Linked DNA regions of Mus musculus: all the other regions are linked to region 2. Evidence: chromatin contacts called from public promoter capture Hi-C data. All regions are on one chromosome and are shown on one strand. The core of a region is the stretch at or near the end of the contact, and the rest is flanking DNA. Distances in the headings are between cores, read along the strand shown.

What was found. Promoter capture Hi-C pulls out the DNA fragments that hold promoters and counts their contacts. Capture Hi-C pulls out chosen DNA fragments and counts their contacts.
Region 1: a contact with region 2 is called in a promoter capture Hi-C map of adipose tissue, with 2.3 times the contacts expected there. The contact joins the promoter of Slc27a4 here to the promoter of Tor1b in region 2. A contact is called at or near these places in 5 of 39 promoter capture datasets (hippocampal neurons, liver, neutrophils and 1 more) and 2 of 9 other capture datasets (adipose tissue and liver).
Region 3: a contact with region 2 is called in a promoter capture Hi-C map of liver, with 3 times the contacts expected there. The contact joins the enhancer-like site here to the promoter of Tor1b in region 2.

Annotation. Positions count from the first base shown.
Region 1 is chr2:29,801,101-29,804,129 of GRCm38.p6, reverse strand. Slc27a4 (solute carrier family 27 (fatty acid transporter), member 4) reads right to left here and starts at 1,496. Exons shown (of 13, transcript NM_011989.5): 1 at 1,170-1,496.
Region 2 is chr2:30,951,619-30,954,686 of GRCm38.p6, reverse strand. Tor1b (torsin family 1, member B) reads right to left here and starts at 1,686. Exons shown (of 5, transcript NM_133673.3): 1 at 1,464-1,686; 2 at 670-935. The coding sequence starts at 1,662.
Region 3 is chr2:32,417,853-32,421,250 of GRCm38.p6, reverse strand. It overlaps Slc25a25 (solute carrier family 25 (mitochondrial carrier, phosphate carrier), member 25), which reads left to right. Exons shown (of 10, transcript NM_001164357.1): 4 at 835-946; 5 at 2,045-2,203; 6 at 3,375-3,398. Among named protein-coding and RNA genes, the nearest start is that of Ptges2, 24 kb to the right of the region's middle. Within about 2 kb of position 1,755, at least 44 of the 459 cell types and tissues checked have an H3K27ac peak or open chromatin away from gene starts, as enhancers often do. A contact at or near this core is called in liver, where this site is marked.

The DNA.
Region 1 (3,029 bases), core at 247-2,746, 1.2 Mb after region 2:
TTCCTTCTTTAGGGGCCGCTACTTCTGCACCAGCAGCCACTTCAGTATGAGCCCAAAGGGTCAGCCTATGGGGATTGCCTAGTCACCTTAAAAGGGGTGGCTTAAAAAAGGTTCAAGGCTTTGGTTCCATGCCAAGTTGGAGGGGCCTTGAAATCTACAGCTCTGGGGTTAAGAAACAAGAGGATGATCTAGCTTCTGGTTCTATCTTTGACCACCTTGTCAAGTGACCTTGTGCTAGCCCCTTTCCTACTTCAGGCCATAGCACCTTGCTCTATGCATTGGGCTAGTAAGACTTGTTCTTAGAACCTTTCTAACCCAAACAGGACAGTCCATTCACCGATATTCAAGCAACCTAACCAGATGGCCGGGAGACAGGTGCTGATAGAAGTGTCTCTCCTAGGGACTCCAGGAGGTTCTGGAAATGACAACACCAAAAAGGGCAGCTTCCTGGGAAGGGAGCCCTGCACAGTCTCTGGCCCACAGACTCAAGGTAGCGTTGTGCCTCTACCGGTCCATAGAGGGCGAGCCAGCAAATGGCTTAGAGGCAGGAGGGGCCTGAGAGGTGACAGCCCAGGGGTAGGGTGGAAAGAGGTGATTGTTGGACAGGAAAAGGATTTGGAAGTACCCACACATTCAGATGGATCTTTGAGGACTAGGGCTGAGAAGGGGAAAGGCTGTGTTGAAGCCCAGGGCAGAGATTAAGGCCCACGCTCTATTCCCTCTTCTTTATGGATTTAGTCAAGAGGACTGCTAATGGATTGCTTTTCTTGGGAAGAGAGGAAGGTCAAAGATATGAAGTAGCCTGAATATCTCCAAGCTAGGCGGAGGACCACGGCCTGGAACACAGGGAATCCCTTATGAGACTGCCTTCTGGAGAAAAGCATAAAGCAATGGGTGGGAGGACTACCGCAGGATCGCTAAGATCCTTAGCTCTCTGACAGAGGCAGTCAAAAAGCAAGCTAGGAGCCGGTCCAAGACCGCTGAGAGAGGAGACAGGACAGGAGGGGCGCCACGGACCGATTGCCTCTAGATAGCCAGGACATCAGAGCGTTCTCGGGGTTGGGAGAAGGAGGGCGCGCCCCTCAGTCCGAGCCGGCACCGCCGTCTCCCCCTGCTCGGCCTGGCACATTTTCCCCGCTCAGAAAGCCGCCGTCCCCGCCTTAGCTCACCCGGCTGCGGCTGCGCGGCGCGGCGCCCCGTCAGGATGCGGCCCGGTTGCGGCAGCGGAGTGCGGTGCGCTGGGGGCATCGGCCGCCCCGGGGCACACACAGCCGAGCCTCGGTGCGTCTGGCCCACTCCTCGTCCTTGTAGGGTCTGTACCTCTGCCCCGCTCCACCCCCACCCGCCTCCCGCACCCGCACCGGCTGTGCCAGCCGGCAGCACCGCCTTCTGTGCCGTCCCCGCAGAGGGCGAGCTTCTGAGTCCGTGCACCTCAGCGCAACCCAGCCCCAGCGCGCCCGACACCGCCCAGCCCCTCCAGCCCTGCGCGCACCACTGCCTCCGCAGCCGCCCGGCCCGCTGGGAGTGGTAGGCTGAGCCGCACGGCATGCTGGGAGTTGTAGTCCTAGTAGTCTAGCTTGTTCAGGCTGCTGAAGTTGCCCTGGTCAGGCAGTGCTCCTTGGGTCGTTCCTCTCTGCCATTTCCTGGACCAGGGGATCCAGGTAGCATAAACCCGCCCACAGACCATTTGAGAATACATAGCCAGAAGCTAAGGCCCAAGTAGAATTTGTTTAACTTATTATTATTATTTACATTTGTTTGCTTATTTGTGTATGTGTAGATACATATGCCAAAGACCCTGTGTGGTCAGAGGACAACTCGTGGGAGTTGGTTCTGTTCTTACACCATGGGCTCCAGGGATCATACTAAGGTTACTAGGCTTGGCCCTCAGTCTTGGGAACAGGCACCTTTTCCTGATCCACCTTGTCAGTCCTGTTTGTTTTTTGAAACAGGGTAGTAACTTTGCCCTGGATCTTGCTGTAGTTAATCTACTTCAGCCCAGAGCGCTGGCATTACAGACATTAACTACTACATTTGTCTTGAAATAGAATTTAGCAAATGTTCAATACCACTTGCTGAAAAAAAAAAAAAGCTGGATTCTGGCAGAATACACAGGGCATTGGGCTTCTAGACCATTCTGGAATGGTCATTCACCACAGCTGAGTATGATTGTTCCCTCAGGACTTTTACAGTTTTCAGTACCTTTGCAAGGTTCAAAAAGAACTGAAGAGCCAGGAGGAGTAGCTTCAGGGGATCTCCTCAAAGGTCAGGATTTAAAGCCTGTGTAACTAACTTTAACCCTGACTGATAACACTCCCGAACACTGGTTCCTTTGTAAACTGTGAGCTTTGTCAGGCTGTGGGCAAGGGTCTAGACTCACAGCCGTTGGATTGAGAGCCTCTGAAAAGTTCTGGGGTGACTATGCAACGTGCCTATTACTGCCTCTGTTCTTAAATAGCCCCTTCAATGACTCAACCTAGTCAAGTTCTTAAGGGGGGAAGGGGCAACCTTCAAGGTCTGTTTATAGGGATTACAGATGACATTTTGGTATGAAGATGGTCTGGACCTGCTCAGGATTGCATCCATTGGAGAGGCTGGATAGTAAGCTAAAGGATGTCTCTAGGGCTATAATAGCAGGTGCCCCATGTTCATAGACATGTGCATCACAGACCAACAAGAGAATCATGTTCTCAGCAGAGAGTTCCAAATCTGTGCCTTCTTATGGATTAAAGGTGGGCTTTAGGGGATCAAGCACAGCGGTGGTGGTGGCACACACCTTTAACCCCAGCACTCGGGAGGCAAAGGCAAATGAATCTCTGAGTTCGAGGCCAGCCTGGTCTACATAGTGAGTTCCAGGACAGCCAGGGCTACATAGTGAGACCCTGTCTCAAAAACAAACTAACAAAACAACACCCCACAAAAGTGGGTTTGGGGGTCAGGTAAGCATGGTGGTACATAACTTTATTATTTATTTATTTGGTTTTTTGAGACAGGGTTTCTCTGTGTAGCCCTGGCTGTCCTGGAACTCA
Region 2 (3,068 bases), core at 437-2,936:
GACAAGTCACCTTGCCTCTCTTGTCCACTTTCTCTGATTTCAGTCCCCTCCTCCCTCCCCCTATCCCAGGAATGATACCCCACCCCACCTCACCCCTACACTAGTTGGCTCCATCTTTAAATGATCATAGCATCCCCTACCTCACTGGATTATTTTGGAATAGCAATTTTAGAAACAAAGAAGATGGGACACACCTATAATCCCAGCACTTGGAAGTTGAAGGTAGGAGGATCAGAAGTTCAAAGCCAGCCTCTGCTATTTATAGTGAGTTTGAAGCCAACCTGGGCTACATTAGACCCTGTCTAAAACCACCCTCTCTCCCACATGCCATAAACTGGGCAAATTGATAGATGCCTGTTGATCTCAGCCCTCAGAAAGCTGGATCCCTAACACCAAAGCCAGCCTGGACTACACGATGAGGCACTGTCTCAGAAAGTATAAATAAAGAGAGGCTAGGCATTTAATCCCAGCCTTTGGAGGGCAGAGGTAGGTAGATCTCTGTGAGTTCCAGGCCTGCCAGACCTACACAGTAAAACTCAGTCAAATAAATAGCAGAAAGCAAAGCAGAGGCCAGATGGAGCACTTCAAGGCAGAGAAAGAAAAGCAGAGGCCAGAGCTACTGAGTAAAGTACCCCAGGCATATGATCAAAAATCGGTAGGTTTTCTTGCCTGGTACACCTTTATCTTCTGCTCATGAGGGAAGTGCAAAGTAGAGACGAACAGGTGGACAAAGTTACTCTTCAGGCCTTTTGGATAAAGGTTTTCAGCCACAATCTGGCTGATAAAATTCTTGCCCGTGCCAGCCCAGCCGTGCAAGGACAGAGTCAATGGTTTCTTGGAATTTTTGTTGTTCCTGAAGCCAGTCAATGCCTTGAGAATCACTTCGGTGGCAAGGTGCTGTCCAAACAGCTTCTCTTCCAAGTCCAGCTTGAGGGCTGCGGAGGCCCGCACCGGAACAAAGAGAAAAACACAGGTTAAAAAAGTACCTGAGTCAGAGGCACAGTTAGCGACTGATCCAGCAGGGCCAGAAGGGATGAAAAATGCAGAGATCTCACAGATCAGAGCCAGAATCATAAGGACCTACAGTCAGATCCTTAAGTGCCAGTTCTCCTTAACATCTAAATGTCAAACAAGCTACACAGATTCTTTCATCCAGGGAAGAACCATTTGGCGGCTGTGCTCCGGGCTAGCTTTCCCGCCACCCCTGATGGCTCGAAAAAAAAACAAACAAACAGCAAGAGCAACAGGCGGGCTTTCTGGATGGAGCTCCACGCCTGGCACCCCCTGGCGGGGCGCACCAGCTGGCCCCGTTGCGTTCAGTTCTCCAGGTGGTCATTGCAAGGCCTGCAAAGGTGTGGCGAGGTCCCGGCCGTGTGTGTCTCCCGCGGCGCCGCATCCAGCAGGAGCGGGAGCCAAGCTCCCAGTGCCCTCCCGCCCGCCCCGACCGGCCCGCGGGCACATACCCGACGTGTTGAGGGGCCGTTCCTCATGGCAGCACTCGGTGAAGCGGCAGTAGAAATCGGTATAGGACAGGTAGCCGGTGAGCGCCGACACGGCCCCGATGGCGATGCCCACGCTTACGGGCTCGAACGCCCCCGCCACGTGGGCGGCCAGCAGCGCCCACAGGGCCGTGGAGCCCCCAAACGCTCCGATTCGTCTCATCGCACGCAGGGAAGCACCGTGCGGCTGCGCTCCGAGCGCAGGATTCAGTCCCAGGGACTGAACTTCCGGTACGGCGCTGTCACTTCCGCTTAGCTAGAAAGCCGCCTTGTTGGAAAGGGGCGGGGAGATTATTGTCACCAACGTTGTGAGTGTCAGGAAACCCTCTAGAGACCATTAAAGGAATTTCATTCCTATCTTTTAGAGGTCCTGTTTGTTTGTTGGTTGGTTTGTTATACAAACACACACACACACACACACACACACACACAGGAGACGGAGAGAGGGAGAGAACGCAGAGATGGATCAGTTGTTAGGGGCACTGACTAGCTCTTCCTGAGGACCTGGGTTCACTTCCAAGCACCCACATTCCTGTTTTGTGACGGTCTCTAACCAGTTCCAGGGGTTCTGCCACTCTCTTTTGGCCTCTGTAAGCACTGCACACACACACACGGGACACAGACATACACGCAAGCAAAACAATCATACACACAACATAATAAAATTATTGGAAAATTATGCACACATAAAAATCAAAAGCCCAGATTGGGCTCCCAGCATCCACATCTGGTGGCTTATGATTGCCTGTACCTCCAGAACTTTTCCTCCGAGCTTTGTGGGCACCTCCACGTATACGGTGCTGTACAGAAGCTCAGGCGTGCACATACATATAAGATAATACATAAATAAATAAAATAATAATAATAATAATAGCAACAATAATGTGTGCTTGTTGTGAGAGAGACAGGGCTGAGCACTAGGGATGTAACGCACATAGGGACACCTGTGGGGGATTCACAAGGGAGACAGACATTTGTCTATGCGCATACCACACAGTGGGCCCCAGGTTGCCCGCTGGGAATTCATCCATGGAGTAGAGTTGGTCCTGCCTTTCAGGACACACAGGCTGTAGGGGAGGCAAGCAAGGGGACAAGGACTACTGAGTCATCAAAGTCCAGGTACTGTGGGGCAGGGAAAGCCTTTGCCTATGCTGAAGATTAGAGGTATTAATCAAAAACCGACGAAGTTGGTCATGCAGAAAACAAGCAGTGGTGTGGTTTATGTAAAGAGTAGAGTTTGTAAACAGCCCGTCTGAAATGTGTGATTACTCCTCCACACGCCTTCATTATATCAACTTGATATAGAATTTGAAGCCACAGGCTTTTTTCCTTTTTGTTTGTTTGTTTGTTTGGGTGTTTTGTTTTGTTTTGTTTTTGGGACAGGGTTTCTCTGCGGAGCCCTGGCTGTCCTTGAACTCACTCTGTAGACCAGGCTGGCCTCGAACTCAGAAATCCGCCTGCCTCTGCCTCCCAAGTGCTGGGATTAAAGGTGTGCGCCACCACCGCCTGGCTGCCACAGGCTTTTAATAGGGACAATACAGCCAACTTGAAGATCATTCCCCAAGGAAA
Region 3 (3,398 bases), core at 506-3,005, 1.5 Mb before region 2:
CTAATTTGTGTGCTGTTCACTCTTGGCCTGCATCCCTGAAGCTGGCCCTGTGTTTAGGAGGAGGGATAAGAAGCCCCTTCCCATAGTAAGCTTCTCCTGAGGTTGCAGCCCTACTCTCACAGAAGAGTCATAAATCTGGAATTAACCCAATGCCTGCAACCTTTAAAATGATAAGATTAGTTGTGGGCATTTCTCGTTAGTGAGAAGTGTCCCTGAATATTCTCTGCCTGATGGGGAGGGACATGTGTGGTCCTTAACTTAGGTTCTGCTATAGCTTGTTCTTTCCTCTGTAGCCACATATGCTGGCCAGAAAGATGGCTCACTCATGAGCAGAGGGCTGCCGGAAAGCCCTGCAAGTAGAGAACAGTTTGTACCTGGCTGGCCTGAAAGCCGCCTGGTCACAGGGACAGCAACCCCAGGAGCCCAGTCCTGCCCACTTCCTCGTGCTGTGCTGGCCCCTGGTGTCTTTGGGTGTGTGCTTGCTTTACTAACCTGCTCAGCGCATTTATTTGTGTTGTTTCTCCTTTCTCCTTTGCATCCTCCTTTGTCTGTCTGTCAGAATACGGACGGGCCACTTCTGGGGCCCTGTCACCTAGTAAGTATCTGTGTTTTCCCGTGATTCCCTCCCTCCCTGATCAGAATGGGGTTCCTGTGGGCCAGCACATCTCCATTTTATGGAAAATGGGGTATGGAGCCACCTTACTCTTTCTCATGGGCAAGGTGCCTTTGGTGTCCTGGGTGGCTATGGCACCTGCCTCCATCCCATCTAAGTGGTAGGGCACACAACTGGCAGGTGGGTGTGACACGTGCGACTGACCATGCTTCTGCTTACAGCATGGATAAGAATGGCACGATGACCATCGACTGGAACGAGTGGAGGGACTACCACCTCCTGCACCCTGTGGAGAACATCCCGGAGATCATCCTGTACTGGAAGCACTCGACGGTGAGGCACACACCCACTGTCCACTCAGGCAGCCGTCTTTGTCTGGCATCTCTCAGTCCATCCCCATCTAGGCCTGGGGGTGGGGGTGGGGGTGGGGGGTCGGTCTTGATGATACACTGAGATGTTGTCCCTCCTTTGCCAGCCACATGCCCCTCCTCCTCCGATACAGTGACCAGCCTGCACCCTTGACCCTTTGCTGGGTGTACCTTCCTATCCCTGTATGCCTCTGCCCTTCACGGGCCATTTCAAATATCTCCTTTTCCTATGTTGCCGATTCTCCCAGAAGCAGACAGTCTGTCCTCCACGGGATAGGAGAAGAAACCTTGTTACAGATGCCTCCTCTTTCCCTGTGTTTCTTTTTTAGTATCATTTCTCTCTATGGCAAAAATACATGTTTTGGCTGAGACATAGGAGCCCCATGAGTTAAAGGCCAGCCTGGGCTACAGAGTTAGACTCTTGATTTTGGGGGTTTGGTTTTGATAAGCACTCCCTGTAGGGCCTGCATATTGTTTTCACTCTGTTAGCATGATCCACATTCAGACAGATGTGGATCCACAACTAGAAATGTTGGTCTTACTTAAAAGACTTCTGGTGTTCTTGGCTGGGCTACCCCTGCCTTATCCTCTCTGAATCCACAATGCCGGGTCAGGGCTTCTTGGGTGAAAGTAAGTGACTGATTCTAGGGTTCAGACAGCTAGCCTGTCTCTGGCCTGCAGCCCAGAGGTCAGCAGAGCTGGCTGGGACCAGTTCCAGAGAGAAGGTATTACGCAGGCAGCATAGCACCCTGCTTGCTTAGCCTTGCATAACACTCTGTTCTGCTGGCAATCTGGTTCTGTATCAGGTTGCAGGGTTTGTACCCATCTTCCCTGATCCTTGTAGTCTAGCCCTAAAGTCCTTGCGGAAAGTTCCAGGAGCTTCCTTTACAAGGGCAACCCAACAGTGTTGTAATGTTTCCTCGATTGCTACCTGCTCCTTTCTAGACCATGTACAGGTCAAGAGCTGCAGCTACTATCAGGGCAAAGGGAGAGTGGAATGCAGTGACCACGGCCAGGATGTTGTGAGTAAAGTTGGCTATGTCTCTGCTTGTCTCCCCCATAGATCTTCGATGTCGGTGAGAATCTGACAGTCCCAGATGAGTTCACAGTGGAGGAGAGGCAGACGGGGATGTGGTGGAGGCACCTGGTGGCAGGAGGTGGGGCAGGGGCAGTTTCCAGAACCTGCACTGCCCCCCTGGACAGACTGAAGGTGCTCATGCAGGTGAGCAGGAAAGCGAGCAGATTTTTACCCGTGGTTCATTGGAGGCTCAGCTTCCCCTCCCTCCCTCAGCTGGCTCCTTGCTTTAAAACCCGGAACCTCCCACCGCAGCTAATGAAATTGGAGTTAATGCTTCGCAGGCCCCAGTAGATCCCAGCCTAGGTGACCTTTGTGCTTAGCTGGTCTAATTATATCAGAGAAACATAAGCTGCGTATCACCTTACTTGGGCTTGTTACTTGGATTCCGTAAGTGCATCTCAGGATGGATAAGATGCCTCATGGAAGGCAGGGAGAGCAGATCCTTGCATGACCTAGAAGCAGTGCCTTTACCTTGGCTGAGCATGCAACTCCACGTCCTCAGGGCAGAGATAAGCTTGTCTGATGTCAGGGAAGCATTGTGAAATGACCCACATGAGGACACTGGTGGACTTTGATGTCTGTCTGAACAGTGACCAGTTACCCCATTTTGCTTCTGTCTGGCACTTTCGGTGCCAGGAGGCCTACCCAGAAACAGCACATGCCCCAGAACCCCCCTGGACAGACCAAAGGTGCTCGTGCAGGTGAGCAGGAAAGCGAGCAGATTTTTACCCATGATTCATGGGTGGCTCAGCTTCCCCTCCCTCCCTCAGCCGAACCTCCCACCGCAGCTAATGGAATTGGAGTGCTTTGCAGGCACTACCCCACCCCCCTTGGCATAAGTAACTACGTGGGATCTCCCTTTACCTTCCAGAAACAACGATGCAAAAGATGTAGAAAGGCTTAGCCTAGTGTGTGCTGGCCCTTCCTCCCAGCTTCCAGAGCCTCTGAGAAAACAGAAGCATGAACAGTTCCCTCTTACTCCTTTTTTAACAGAGTTCTAGGGATATAGTGAGAGAGAGCAAGAGCTGTCCTCTCTGGGTTGGTGGGGCATGCCTCTAATCCTAGCACTTGGGAAGGATGAAAATCAAGGCCAGCCTGAACTGCATAGTATGAGAGCCTGACAAAAACTAAATAAATACAATAAAACAAAATAATAAAACACCCAGCCATGCTTGCTGAGTCACAGGACATTAAATTGAATTACTTAGAGGAAAGAGCCTCTCTGAAGAGGTTCTCCAAAACGGCTCCTCCCAGGGTAGACTGTGGAGTCTTCCCTCTATCCTGCTGAGTCCCTCTGATCTCTTGTCCTCCTCAGGTCCATGCCTCCCGCAGCAACAAC